Linked DNA regions of Mus musculus: regions 2 and 3 are each linked to region 1. The links are chromatin contacts, called in public HiChIP or PLAC-seq and promoter capture Hi-C maps. All regions are on one chromosome and are shown on one strand. The core of a region is the stretch at or near the end of the contact, and the rest is flanking DNA. Distances in the headings are between cores, read along the strand shown. Region 1 holds the start of Skor1 (SKI family transcriptional corepressor 1). Region 2 holds the start of Coro2b (coronin, actin binding protein, 2B). Region 3 overlaps Gm39359 (a long non-coding RNA gene).

What was found. Promoter capture Hi-C pulls out the DNA fragments that hold promoters and counts their contacts. HiChIP or PLAC-seq counts read pairs in DNA pulled down with a chosen protein or histone mark.
Region 2: a promoter capture Hi-C map of embryonic stem cells shows a contact between it and region 1, with 5 times the contacts expected there. The contact joins the promoter of Coro2b here to the promoter of Skor1 in region 1. A contact is called at or near these places in 1 of 39 promoter capture datasets (embryonic stem cells) and 1 of 115 datasets of contacts at active chromatin or transcription factors (embryonic stem cells).
Region 3: an HNF4G HiChIP or PLAC-seq map of pancreatic cancer cells shows a contact between it and region 1, with 4 times the contacts expected there. The contact joins the enhancer-like site here to the promoter of Skor1 in region 1. A contact is called at or near these places in 13 of 39 promoter capture datasets (the C10 cell line, the HPC-7 cell line, the SN4741 cell line and 8 more), 2 of 484 Hi-C or Micro-C datasets (the G1E-ER4 cell line and cortical neurons), 22 of 115 datasets of contacts at active chromatin or transcription factors (the NIH/3T3 cell line, astrocytes, bone marrow-derived macrophages and 14 more) and 3 of 9 other capture datasets (embryonic stem cells, liver and macrophages).

Annotation. Positions count from the first base shown.
Region 1 is chr9:63,144,708-63,149,295 of GRCm38.p6, forward strand. It overlaps Skor1 (SKI family transcriptional corepressor 1), which reads right to left and starts at 2,273. Exons shown (of 9, transcript NM_172446.3): 1 at 2,100-2,273; 2 at 1-1,871. The coding sequence starts at 2,206.
Region 2 is chr9:62,535,503-62,540,240 of GRCm38.p6, forward strand. Coro2b (coronin, actin binding protein, 2B) reads right to left here and starts at 1,542. Exons shown (of 12, transcript NM_175484.3): 1 at 1,151-1,542. The coding sequence starts at 1,165. Gm39352 (a long non-coding RNA gene) reads right to left here. Exons shown (of 4, transcript XR_870833.1): 2 at 3,779-4,738; 3 at 2,779-3,286; 4 at 2,379-2,624.
Region 3 is chr9:63,789,529-63,794,334 of GRCm38.p6, forward strand. It overlaps Gm39359 (a long non-coding RNA gene), which reads right to left. Exons shown (of 2, transcript XR_870852.3): 2 at 4,577-4,806. Among named protein-coding and RNA genes, the nearest start is that of Gm39359, 3.7 kb to the right of the region's middle. Within about 2 kb of position 2,588, at least 36 of the 459 cell types and tissues checked have an H3K27ac peak or open chromatin away from gene starts, as enhancers often do. A contact at or near this core is called in pancreatic cancer cells, where this site is marked.

The DNA of each region.
Region 1 (4,588 bases), core at 1,023-3,522:
CCACCTCCGGTTCGTCCGCGGTGTCCACGTCGGGCGAGGCAGAATGATAGCTGGAGCTGCCCTCGCTCAGAAAGTCCGGGCTCACGTAGCCCCCTCCGGTCCCGGTGCCGGGCACTGGCCCGCGAGCAGGTCCGGAGCCATAGGCCTCGCGCGCGCTGCCGTAGAGCTTAGCGATGCTCTCTGCATCCTTAACTACGGGTCGGAAGGCTGACACGTAGGAGCTTTTGCGAGCAGGTGGCGGTGGCGGAGGGGGCAGGGGACCCAGAGACGGTGGCAGCGCCTCGTCCGCACCGTCCTCGTCCAGGGGCCCGCGGGATAGAGCGCTCGGGCAGCGCTCCTCCGTACCGAGGCTGCCCTCTTTAGCTGGCTCGGCACCGTCCAAAGACTCAGGACCGCCCCCGCCAGCCGCCGCCGCCGCTGCAGCAGCAGCCGCAGCCACCGCGGCCGCTACGGCCTTAGCTTGGCTCTGAGCGGCCGGGTAAGGAGGCACCGGGAGGCTCCCGGCTGCTGGCCAGAACATGGGAAACGTCGGGTATACAGTGGCGGCGGCAGCTGCGGCAGCTACCGCCGCTGCGTCCTTGGCTGCGCCGGAAGGTTGATGTCCCCAGAACATTGTGCCGCCACCAGGGCCGGGCCCTGCTCCTGGGGGCAAGTGGCCAGCTCCCGGGCCACCCGCACCCGCGGCGGTGCCAGCGCCCCCACTGCTCCCGGTGCCAGGGCCTCCCTTGGGTTCTCCGGCGACCAACACTGGGTCGTCCTTTTTGGGACATAGGCCGAATGCTGTGGGGAAACCGTAAGGATGCGGGAAAAGAGGCGGGGGCAGCTTTTGCAAGAGGCCAAAACCTTTGCTGGGCACTGGAATCACCGGGTAGCTGCGAACCCCTGCGCTGCCCCCAGGTCCTCCAGGTCCTGCAGGGCCACTAGCTGCCGCCGCCAGGCCAAGTGCGCGCTGCGGATGCGGTGGAGGTGGCCCGGGAGGCCCAGCCGCCTCGTCTTCACCGCAGCGCAGACTTTTGTGGGGCGGTGGGCCTGGGGCCATCTCTGAGCCGCACCCTGGACCGCCACCGCCACCAGCGCCGCCCTTCCCTGCACCACCAGACCCGCTATTAGCGCCGCCTCCGCCGCCCCCTTGCAGGGAGAAGGTCCGCTTGCGCGTACCGCCATTAAACATAGCCTTGACGTCCTCCCAAGCGTGGCTCAGTTCGTCGGTGGCCGACTTGTCACTGAGTTTGAGGTGCCGACGCCACGAGTTAAAGTTGGCGGCGTCGGGCTGAGTGTACTTGGCGTCGGGTGTGCGGTGCGAATGGAAGATGAACTTGTTGGGAGAGAAATACATACTGCAGTAGCCGCACTTGATGCACTTAGCACGAGAGCTGTTGTAACGGGCAGGGATGAAGCTGCCCCGAGAGCCCCATGCGCACTCGTGCACCACGTCAAAGGCGAAGTTCTCAGGCAGTTTGGGGGGCTTGTGCTCGCCCAGGAACGACTTGCACAGGCGTTCGGCCTCTCGTTTTGTGATCATACCACAGCGGCGAGAGGAGATGGGCATGGCCCCGGCCCGACGCAGTATCTCCAGCTGCACCGGCGTGCATTGCACGCATGTGATGCCCAGGGCCACGCGGCGGTTGTGGATCTCATTGTAGCTGTAGTTTTTGAGCAGGGTGTTGGAGATCTGGGCTAGGCACAGGCGCTCCTGCCCATCAATGACCAGCGACACGATGGGTACCCCGTACAGCGACGTCTCGCCCACCTGGTTGGGTTTAAGGGCGCTGGATCCCGAGTAGGGCTGCAGCTCTTGCTTGGAGTTGGGAGAGGAGCTGCCCTCGCGTCCCGGCCCCAGCTGAGTGGTGAGAGCCTCCATGCCGCCGCTCCTGCGAAACAGAGAGAGCAGAGAGCAGATGAGCCATTTTTTTAGCGCCGCTACCTAGGTTCAGGCCCGCCCAGCGGGGCGCAACGTGTGGGGTGCGAGGGGGTTACTTGGCAGTGGGGAGCTCAAGCTCATTCGTCCCACGGACTGGCCCCTTTTGTTATTCAGACCAGCTTCTGAGCTGAAACAAAAGCACCCGGGGGGCTAAGGGAGGAAAAGGGAAAATCGAAACCTCAGGAAAGCCCCGGCTGCCAGGAAACCAATCCTGTTTTCAGATTGGAAAGGAAGTGGGACCCAGAGACGGAGAGTGACTTGCCCAAGGCCACACAGCAATGCCATAGCCAAATCCAGGCTTTCCAGCCGGCACTCAGGTTTGCGTGCCTTCAGCTACCTCACAGCTCGCCCTGCCCGCCAGGGTCCTGAAGCCCGGACTTCAGGGACCAGCGGCCCCTCTGCTCAGTCGCGCATGCACGCGTGCGGGCGGGGGCAGTGAAGGGAGAGGTGGGGAGGCGAAGGAGGGGCACTCACTGCCCATCACAAACTGCAGGATGTAGGGGTGGGGGCAGGGAGAAGGGGGAGGGATGGAGGTTGAAGGAGGAGGATAGAAGGAAGAGGAGGAGGCCACTGCTGTTCGCGGTGCTGAACCCTACCCTTTCCAAAGCTTGTCGCGTGCACCACGACCTCGGGTGGCCCCCAATGCACCTATCTTCGTGGTGACCGGCTTCCAGGGACAACAGTACCGGTTTGCACAAACCTGTACTTCTCTTCTGACTCCTTGAGCCCGGTGTTCCTTGAGCAGAAAGAGTCCAGCTGGGTTTACAAAACGCTTTCTTGCCAGCCATCAGTTAGGCCGGGATCACGCAGTCTCTAACCACATTTTCTGCATTTTTTAGCTGCATTCCAGACTAAAGCCGGCTCCCCTCTTGTCAGCGCTTGGGACAGAGAGGTTCTCACAGGCGTTTCTCTGGAGTCACTTTTTAGCTTTGGAAACATGCCCCTGAGCTTTCTGTCCTCTTCCACACAGCTTTTCTTACTCAGACCCAACACAGGCTCCCCAGGCTCTGGGCTGCTCCTTTTGTGGGGGTGACTCCTCTTTGAGTATCCTTCATGCCCCGACATCAGCTCAGATGGGCTAGAAGGAATCTTGGCCACTCTTGGAAGCCACTGTAAAACTCCAAGCACTAAAAAGTTGCTGCTGGTCCCTCGCTTTGATCTCTGGAGAAGGCAGAGAGGAAGCTGTATCCACAGTCTAGCCTGGTGGAGGACCCAGGAATTGATGTTTAGGGCCTTCTAGGTCGCCCAGTCACCTCACGTGTCTTCAGACACTCAGGGCTCCATGGACCCAATGCTGGGCGGCAGGCGCTCTTGCCGCCAATCTAGTCCCTAGGACTCCCTCCTCCGAACTTGGCTGGAAAAGCAAATCCATTTCAGAGGGGTAGCTTCACTCTAACAGGGATCCGAATTCCAAAGCTAAGAACCTGGCATCTTTGGTCTGCAGGTATCTTTCCCTCCCTCTGTTTGCTTAGATACTTATTTGTCGATCTTATCTGTCCCTGAGCTGTCTGTCGCTGCCAGCTCACCGCTCTTTCTCCCATCTATCTTGTATCTTGTTCAAGTATCAACCTATTTATTATCTGTTTCATCTCTTCCAGTCAAACTGAGGCAAGTTGATCCTCCCTTGTCACTGAAATCCCCAGTAACATTTTAGGAGGCAAGCAAACTACTGTGCTAACTCCCTGGCTGAGGGGTCAACAAGGCGAGCTAGGTGTCCCAGGGACGGCTCTCACACAGGCTGAGGAGGTGGCTAAGGGGGCCCGCAGCTGTGGGAAATGACGATGGCTTCTGGGATTTCTGGGCAAATGTACCGGGCCCGCATAGAGTGAAGAGGACACCCTGAGCCTGGAGCGTCCACCTGAAGCTGGGGCTCCTGAGTCCCCAAGGGGTTTTCCCAAAGGGCTTTTGGCCTTGGAGCCCGGAGAAGTGAGGGACCCTAGGAAGGAAACAGCATTTCGAGGGCCAAAGAAGAAAGCACCAACGAAGGGCCGCACTCAGGGACAAGGAGCAGTGCTCAGGGCGGCATGGGGACCCCCTGGCCCGCTCCTGTGGCTCGAGGGGCGAGCCTAGCGAGGTTAAGCAGGCGGGAGGTGGGCAGCGGTGGCAGCGAGGCTGTGGAGTCGTTTGTTAGGATAGGAAACAACCGCCACAGAGTCTAAAGGAGAAGTCAACGAAAGAAGCGCTGCGGCGGCCGGCGCGGGGGCTGTGGGCTCGCGATCGCAGGTACTCACCGTGCGGGCGGCTGGAGCCGGGCAAGCGGCGAGCGGAGGTGCGCGGCGGGCGGAGCGGCGGGCGGGAGTCGGGGATCCGCCGGGCTCTCCGGGTGACGGCGCGGCCCCTCCCCGCGCGCGCGCACAGCCGCGCAACCCCGCTCCCCGCGCTGCCACCCGCGGCCCCTCCCGCTCTCAACAGGCACGGGGCGCCAGGGTCCCCGGAACGGAGCCCGGTGCCCGGAACCGCCGCCCCCGAGGCCGGGGACTGGCCCGAAGAAGAAGCCGAAGCCTAGAGCTCATGGCGCAGCGGCGGGCACGGCCTCGGTCACAGGCGGGAGTGGCGAGGCCGGCGCTGGGCGGGAGCGCCTGACAGCTGCGAGCCGGGGCGCCACACCCACCACCCCTCGCTGTCCCTCGCGCCCTCCCCGGGTGCGCCCGCCCGCGGGCCACGCGC
Region 2 (4,738 bases), core at 292-2,791, 610 kb before region 1:
CTCAGGTTATCATTCTCATACAGCTCCCAAGTCCCAGAACTGAGGGCAATGACAAGGTCTGAAGTGAAGTCCGAGCCGGGCTGAGCAAGTCGCTGGGGTAAGGAGCTTATTAGAAGGGTCTAGAATGGACCGCCCAGCCTTTCTGTAAGGCTTTGACCACAGCAGGCTGCCTGGCCTGCTTGGCTTCTACCTCCTCAGCTGTGAGAGCCAGCTGAGCATCTGGGAAAGATGGAGTCTGGCCTAAGGTGTATAGACGGCCAAATCCACGGCTAAGGCCGATGCCAGGGTGTGAGGTCAGCACTCCAACAGAACCTGGGAAGAGTACAGTTCATACTCTTCACTTGTTTGTCCCACCACTACCAAGGCTCATCTTATCCCATTGCAGAAAAGGAAACCTAAGCCCAAACTAGGCCTAGCCCTTCTCCGTAGAGAGACTCAAATCTGCCTTGGCCCAGGGCTTATCCCACTGCCCCAACGGTCTCTCCTCTTAACTCCATTCTTCCATTGGCAGGGAAGACGTCCCCAAAAAAGTTCTTCAACAAACCCGGGCTCCTGTGACAAGTCCAAGAACCTCTTCCAAACTGGGGTCTGCCAGGATGCCTACCTGCTCCTCTCTGTCACACTCCCTGCCCATCCCACCCCATGCAGTAGAACCTTCCCTGTCTCTGGCAGCCACTCAGGGATCCGGCAGCGCCTCTACAGGGTAGCTTTGGAGTCAGGCCCAGGCTTCTGGGGTAAATGGCAAAGACAGGCAGGTGGGGTTCAGCTCCCTTGTGTGTCTGACTAGCATGGCCAGCCCATCCCTGCATCATCAGCATGGATCCCTCAGTCCTTACGGCGCGTGACACTGAGGGACAGACACCCAGAGCGCCAGCCAGCCCGAAGCAGCTTTCCAGGGGTTAAAATTGCAGCACCTTCCACAAGAGTTAAAAATGCAGTCCCGGGGCGCACAGTGATGTGGTCCACACCGTCCAGGATAGCTGCAAAGGAGCATCCCCTCCCGGCATCCCGTAGTCCCCTGGGGGCCGAGCGACTCCTGGGAGCTGGAGCGCGCGCGCGCGCGCGATCCCTTCCTAAGCCCCTCAAGTCCCTGCCCGGGGGGTTGTAGCACCCGCGGGTCCCCAGCGTGGCGACGATCTGCGCTGCTTACCTTTGTGACAGTCATACAGAAAGCGGGCGGTGGGGCTGGGCGCGGGCGGCGGCAGGCGGCTGGGCCGGGCTGGGGACCGCGCGCTCGGGAGGCCGCTGGCTGATGTCAGCCGCGGCCGAGCATCTATAATAGATGAGGCCGCCGCGCCGCAGGAAGGCGAGGCAGGAAGAAAGGCGGGCGGCGGGCCGCGCGGGGGGCGGGGAGGACCGACCGGGGACTCGCTACAAAGAGGAGGCGGAGGCAGAGGCGGGAGTGCAGTCCGGGCGCCTGACGGTCCCCAGCCCCGCGCGTCCAGGCGCTGCCCCCTCGGGCTCCTGGCACCTGCGGCCGGGGCCGTGGGCGGGGACCCGGCCTTCGGTGCCGCGTTGGCTCCGGGCGCCCGGTGAAGTCACAAGCTGGACGGGCGCGGCGCGCGGCCGGAGATGCCTTCCCAGGGCTGGTCGCCCCCTGGAGGTTCCCAAAGTCCACCCGCTACGGGTCCCGCAGCTGCCACACGAGTTCAGGGTGGCCAGGAGGGCTCGTGGAAGCACTCCTTCGCATCTCAGTGATGAGCTCGCCTAAGGCCAATGTGGTCCATGTTACATAGGAAGTGGCAGGACTTGAGTGTAAAGTACTTAGACAGAGGGGCATTGGGCCCAGTTGGCTCGCCAGACTCGCCCAGAGGCTCTCTGCTTGGTGGCAAGCTTCTTAGAGGTTTCCTTTGCAGATCCTGCGTTCTATAGTTATAGGGACACAGGGGGAGCTCTCTGTAAGAGAGGCAGGACCGACCCTCCTCAAGAGTGTTCACATCACTGGGGAGATGACAGGTACAGTTGCTCTAGGCAAATCCCAGCCAGGTTACCTACACCCTGTAGCAGCTGCAGGAATTTCAAGTACAATTGCCTGAATATGGCCATGCGAGTACCTGGGCAAAACCGGTTTGGACAGATAAGGAGCCGCTGCAACCACAGAGAAGGGAGGAGGGAATGAGGTATTTGGAGCATCTCTCTCTCTCTCTCTCTCTCTCTCTCTCTCTCTCCCCCCCCCCCCCGGGGGTTCTGAAGTGTGCCACCTGCTCTCAGAGTTTCTTCACTGCAGTCCAGTGTGAGCACCTGCCCCGGAGGAAGGTGCAGGAACAGGGAGGTAGGATGCCTGCTCCATTCCGCAGCTGTATTTCTAGAACAGTACTACACACAGTGACAACTACTATAAAGTGCTTTGGCATAGATCCCGATATTTTTATTTACAGTTTTTTTTGTTTTGTTTTATCTTAGTTTTTGTTGGTGTTTTGGGTTTTTTGGGGGGGCATCCCTAAGAATGAGCAGATTTCGTGGGGGGACGTACCTGGTCTGACACAGTGACAGAGCCAGGACTTGTGTCTGTGAGTTACAGAGTTCCTCCACAGCTGCTGCCATCTTTGAACTTCTTCTGCATCTTGGGAAGGGTATAAACACCTGTCCGTCTCCAGGGGCCTTGCAGCAACTTTACTAGGTCTCTAGGGAGAGCAGATGTAGCTTCAGGCCTCAGGCATTGGCTCTGCGCCAGACCCCTCCTAGGTGTAGTCATGCCAGGCCTCAAGTCTTTACTGCCTCACCCCCCCCCCACCCGCCCCAGAAATGCCGGCTTCATTCTCTGAACCCCATCCTTACCTGACATCCAACCACTGTACACTTAGTTCAGAGTCTCTGGGTTGTCTCCACATGGGACAGTACAGCAGGGAGCTAGCTGGCCCCTGGGTATGATTTATCTTCCTGCATGACCCTGTCTCAACAATAACGAAACTAAAGGCAAAGAATGTTTGAGAAAGATACCCATTGTGGACTTCTGGCCATCACAAGCATGTACATAGCACACACACACACACACACACACACAGAGACACACACACACACACTGCATCTCAATGATAGGGTGCTTGCCCAGTATGCATAAGGCTCCAGGAAAAGTTTAATGTCACCAGGAACAAATCAAGGATGATGTATGGAGCGGGGGAGATTGGATTAGTCAGTGAAAGTGCTTGCCAGGGAAGCCTGAGGCCCTGAGTTCAAATCCCCAGCTAAGTATTGCAGTGCATACCTGTATTCTCAGTGTGAATCAGGTGAAGGTAAGATGGTCCCTGGAACTTGCAGCCCAGCCTGTCTAGCTAACCAATGAGCCCTGGGTTCAGAGAGAGAGAGACCCTGTCTCAATTACAACAAAAATAAAGGCAGAGGAGGAAGGAGAAACACCCATCGTTGACTTCTGGCCATCATAAACATGCGCACATATGCATACATACTCAAAGATAGGGTGTATCTCTAGGATGGCATGCTTGCCTAGTATGCATATTAAGGCTCTCAGTTCCATTACCAGCAACACACACATACACACCAATTCAAGCAAAATAAGTGTTCTATCAGCAGAAGAAATGTAAAGGAGACCCATAACATTTCCCATCAGCCAGTTGGTCATTATCAGAAGGATTTGGATTCCATGTCAGGATGGTAGTCTTGAACAGGAGAGCCTTAAGACAGGAGAATGGAACCATCATTGCCAGGCTTCTCCATCCAGCCCTATGGCCCTATTAGAAAGTACTGAAGGGCCAGCCAAGAACACCAGCAACCAACACCCATCACCCCTCTCACATCCCAGATTGCCATCCTCGGTTACCCAGCATGCCTCTTGGCACCTTCCGCGCTGTCTGCTGTTGTTGTGGGCTCTGGGAACAAGACAAACACTTAATGTTATCTTGAGCCAAATGTAATTAGGAACATCAATCTGCCATCCCCAGGACCCATGTGATGGGCTCTGAAGGCAGACAGGAGACACTCTAGGTCCCTCACATGGCTGCTGGCTCCCTCCTTCTGTCACATCTTCATCTCCGTAGATAGAAAGGACACCTGGATAAGCACGATGCCCCGGCAAGATGCCCAGTCCTCTGGTGCCACGTGTAGGATCGGCCTGAAGGAGGGACTCAGAGCTGTAAGCATTCCCATGGTCAGTACCACCCGGCCTGTGCTCCAGCCACTGTGCCTATCTTGCTTTGCTCCACTTGGAGGCAGGCTTGAGAACACACACAGATGGAGTCAGGGGCTTAAACTGGAGAGAGACCACAGGAGGAGATGCAGTGGCCCCTGAGGTTGGCAAAAAGGTGTTTTCGAGGGCACTGCTGGGGCCCACTGGAGGAGGGTGCATACAGAGTCACCTGGCTGTTGTCAGTCATGGAGGGCAGCGTGCTCAACCACACTCTTCCTCGGCACTGTGCTTTTGGGCTGGGAGTCCAGGACCCTCCGTTTCAGGGTATGCCCTAGACAGAGGTGCGGGAGTTCCTACCTCTTACTTGTAGCGGTATTTACTATTTACGTAGCTCTAGTCTGAGCTCTTTGGATCATGCATTGAGTTACATGTAAAATTAAACATAGGCTAGCTTGGGCTGTAGGTTACAAATCATGTTATAAAGAAGAGTGCCTATGAACAGCCTCAGTGTGCCTGATCATGACAGAGGCGACCATGCCCTAATGCTTTCCCACTTTCTCTCCTCAACTTCCGATGCCCTTCTCCCTTGTTCTCAGCACGACAAAACTCACAAAACTCATACTCATCCTCCAAAGCTCGAATGGCATCTCTATG
Region 3 (4,806 bases), core at 1,338-3,837, 650 kb after region 1:
CAGACACCAAGCTGGAATTTTCATTGCTTCCTCTGGAGAGGCTTTTTTTCTTTCTTCCGATATGAGAGCTGGAAAGGCTCCAGGTGGCCATCTGGCCTCCCACTTGAGCATTTGCACGGGAGGAAACTGAGTCCCAAGAGAGGGATTGACTTGTTTGAGGTCACAGTCGGGATTTGGTGGCGAATGCATAGGCAGAGACAGCTGCCTCTTTGAAATGAGGCAGAGATAGACCCTGCAGATGCTGACCTCGGCCCAGTAATGCCCTGTCTACCACCTCACCATGACCACAGCAGTGTCCCCAGAAAGACAGGCAAGTGCTTGCCTCTGTCCCCAGTGACACCTCCTATGACCTCCAAGGGACCATGTATACAAATTACAGACATGGAGTTGGAGACATCTGGACCCTCCCCGTCCACAGATTTTTCAAACAGTCTCTGGTCCCCAGCTAAACCCCTCTCCTGCGATGGTTACTTGACAGGATCTTGTGGGAAGACCCACCCTAACTGTGACCTGTACCATCCCTATGGGCTGATATCCTGTACTGAACACAAAGGAGAAGGCAAGCCAGGCACCAGCACCCTTCTTTCTCTGCTTCCTCACTGTGGATGTGATGTGGCCAGATGGAGCATGGTACTGCTGTCGCCATGACTCCCCAACACGGTGGACGGTGCCTTTGAACCATGAACCAGATTAAACCCTTCCCCTCTTAGGTTGCGTTGGTCAGTAATGCTGTCACAACATGGAGAAAAGTTACTCATAGCTCTCACCTCCCTTTATTGAGAAGGTTTGTCTCACCTTTCATGCCCAGCTTAGATGCTCCACCCACCAGCTATCTCTCTTAACATCCCATGGATGTGTGGCCTGATGCCTGTGCTTTCTCTAATCAGTCTGCCTCTCCAGGGTGTGGTTTAATTAATGGCCACATGCTGGGGAGCTGCAATCTAAGCCCAGATGCTGGTGCTGAGGCTGAGGCCAATGGGGATGCTGCTCCCACCAGCCCATACCCAGGGAGGGTATGGATTCAGCCTTCGGCGGCTCTGCCAGGGTTTAGCTGTTTGGTTCATGCATCCTTGCCCATAAGACAACGTAGTAACCACATCACTCTTGGCATTGAAGTGAAAGTTATTTGGGCCCCAACCTGAGCCACAGTAGGACTCAAACAAATAGAAGGAGTTGTAGGTTGTGTTGTTTGTTTGCTTGAGATAGGGTCTCATAGAGGCCAGGCTGGCCTTAAACTTTCTCTTTAGCTGATGAACTTTGAACTCTTGGTCTTCCCTCACCCACCTTCTGGGATTATACCTATACCATGTCCCGTGTGAGTAGTGTTGAGATCCAACCCAGGGCTTGCTTCTTGCATACTAAGAAAGCACTCTTTGTGTGTGTGTGTGTGTGTGTGTGTGTGTGTGTGTTTCGAGACAGGGTTTCTCTGCGTAGCCCTGGCTGTCCTGAAACTCACTCTGTAGACCAGGCTAGCCTTGAACTCAGAAGTCTGCCTGCCTCTGCCTCCCAAGTACCCAGTTAAGCAAGCACTCTTAACAACTTAGCTCTATCCATCCCCAACCAGGCTGGCTTTGAGTTAGAACTTCAAATCCTGCTGCTTCAGCCTCTTGATGCTTAGATTACAGATATGGACTACTACACCAGAAATGATTTTTCATCCTGGCTCATATCTAAGATGAATTTATCTTGAGGGTTCTTATACAGAGAGCCCTGTTCACCCTAGAAGAAAAGACGGAGCTTCCCTGATACTGTGAGGGAAACAGTGGCTGTAAGCTTAGCTCGGCTGCTGTGGCTAAGCCTTATACCTCCTGGAGAGAAGCCAAGAGTAGCAGAAGGGTGATAGAAGAGTCAGGCCTGGAGGCTAGACCGAGCCCCTTGGCTCCAGCCGCCTGACCTGTGCTGGACATCACTTGCCAGCATCTGGGAAGGCAGGCACTCCCACCCTCCCTCCTTCCCTCTCTCCCTCCCTTTTTCCTACTTGCCCTCTGCCTCTGAGTTCAGGTCACTCTCCCTGACTGGCGTTCTGCCTGGGCCATTTCCTGTTTCCTGAAGATTTCTCTTCAGCATGTTCACGCTGTTTCTCAGATCATCCCCTACCCTGTCCAGAATCTTCCTGGAAAACGCCTACATAACCTTCAAAACTCACCTCAAGGACAACAGTGTCTCTGTCAGGCAGGGTAGAAAGACGGGGAAGTTTGGGGGGTGACAAAGACAGAGCTCCTTCCCTTAGAGTTCAGTTAAGCCTCTCACCAGCAAAGGAGCAAGAATTTCTTCTGAGTGACAATTGTTTACAGCTTTTCTCCCTTGCCAGCCATAAACCTGTCATTTTCTAGGAATCTCAACAGAAAAGCCATTTAACAGGGAAAGGACGAAAGCCCTTGTATAACTCCAGTGGCTCCTGGTCTCACCTTATCTGACATGATTTCATCCCTGGCATCTCCAGAGCCACCCTCTGATCTCATTTATCATAAGAGAAAGAAAAGGAGGAGGAGAAATGGGTTTCTTAGCAACCCTTGGAGAGCTACTAACATGACATATACAGCTAATGCTAACAATTAACTGTGACTCTCACTTGATTGCAATGTCTTACTCTCTCCTGCTGTGTCTCTGGATGCTCATACCCTGACCTGGAGACCTGGACATCCCTGTCTTTCCTCTGAGTGCCTCTTTCTCTTAACCTTCATGCTTAAGCCTATATTAAAATATATTGAATGAGGCCAGGCTGTGGTGGTACACAACTTTAATCCCAGTATTCTGGAGGCAGAGACAGGTGGATCTCTTGTGAGTTTGAGGCCAGCCTGGTCTACAGAGTGAGTTTCAGGACAACCAAAACCTGTCCAAAAAAAACTATTAAACTATTCTCTCCTATTTTCTCTCTCTTTCTCTCTCTCTCTCTCTCTCTCTCTCTCTCTCTCTCTCTCTCTCTCTCTCTCTCTCTCTCTCTTTCTCTCTCTCCAATGTCACTTCATCATAGACAATCCTGAAACTCCTTTGGTTTGGCCCAAGTCACAGTTTCTAGAAGTCTAGAAGACTCCTTAGGCTGTTGAGGATGGCACAGTGGAGCTGTGTCTCTGAGCCCCTCTGCTGATACCCTGACTTCCCAGATCCCCTCTGTACCTTCTTCTCTTCTATGTGACAGTAGTGACCACAAGAAGAGCGGTAGTGGTGATGGTGGCTTATACTAGTGGGCCACTCCTCCAGGCACTACTTGAGGCTCGTCCATCATTTCAACGAATCTTGATAAGAACCTCTGAAGAAGAGACATTCTTGCTTTATAAACAAGGAAACCAAGCCATAGGTGAGTGCAGAGTGTGCTTGATCTCCCAGGGGAGGCAATAAACGTGTTGGGGTTTGCCCGGGGGGACTGTCCTCAGATCCATGTCTGCAGCCACTCTGTTTTGTTTGTCCTTGCAGCCCCAGAAGCTGGCCCCAGTGGCACGGAAGAGACAGTGGTTGCCAATCAACCCATATCAGCGTTCATCTCAGACACCTCTCCCTCACCCGCCCTGGTCAGCTCCTTTCACCGAGCTGCCCATGGCTTTGAGGATTGCCCCCAGATGCTGCAAGCACCACCACGATGTGAATCCTTGCTGTGTGTCAGTCCTAATGCTGAGGACTTATGTCAATTCATGTCTTGGGATGAGGAGATAGCCCAGTCAGGAGAGTGCTTACCATGAAGGCATGGCTTCAGGACCCATGCCAACGAGCTGGATGTGGATGGAGGCTTACATCTGTGATCCAAGTGCTGGGGATGTGGAGACAAGGGGATCACTAGCATTTGCTGGCCAGCTGAATCAGGGATCTTCAGATGCAGAGAAAGGCAACGTTGTGAAAGTAAGGCAGCCAGTGACGACTGAAGACACGTGATCTCAACCTGTGCCCCCTCCCCAAGTCTGTGTCATTTGAACCCCAGACAGTATGATGAAGTGGTCTTTGTCCTTCCTTCCTTACAAACAAGAAAACCAAGGCTTTGTAGTGGCAATACCACTACCCCACTAGGGTCCAATGCTTTTTTGCCTGACCCCAAACTCTAGGCCTCCCCTACCTCCACACCTACTCACAGTCTCACCCCTACCAGGTCTCCCATTCTTCAGTTTTGCACCCAGCATATACTAGGCCCACTGGATTAAATCTAATGGAATGTGGGTGGGTGGTCTATGAAAACACGCCACGACCCAGCATTCCAAGTGAAACGCTTGCGACTCTGAGCCCAAACCTGGAGAAACCTGCTATTTTTGGATGGCCTTGCACAAATATGTGGGCTTCCTTTCTGTAGAAAATGTCAGTGCGTTAGTTTCCTAGCTCCCTCCATCTGCCTGGGCCGAGGAGGGTGACGCAATCAGAGCCTCAGAGTGAGTCACCTCCCGATCAGCTGCCAGACCATCCACACTGCTGATATGGGCTGAGGTACTCGTCCCACCCAGCTCGTGGGTGGCTGAACTTCATGTGCACAGCTTTTCTCTCTCTCTGCTCTCCGCCTTCTCCTTCCCTCTCTCCATTTCTCCTGCTCTTCTTTTCTCTCCCACTTTCTCTCTGGAGAGATTGGATCTCAGCACCCAAAATCTGCCAGGCTGAGTTTGCAAACCCATGTACCTTTGACATGTGCCACAGAGGGAAGAAATCCCTTTGGGGAATGACATCATGGGAGGTGACAACAGGGGGTAGGTGGGCGACTGGACCGACCTTTCAGTGGACACAGAAGCTGCTGTCTCTTGAATCAGCTACTGCCACCAGCATCTGCAGCATGCTGGCGAAAAAGGAGAACTGGGTTTCTGAGTCCCTAAACTATGCCCACAACTCTTTGTA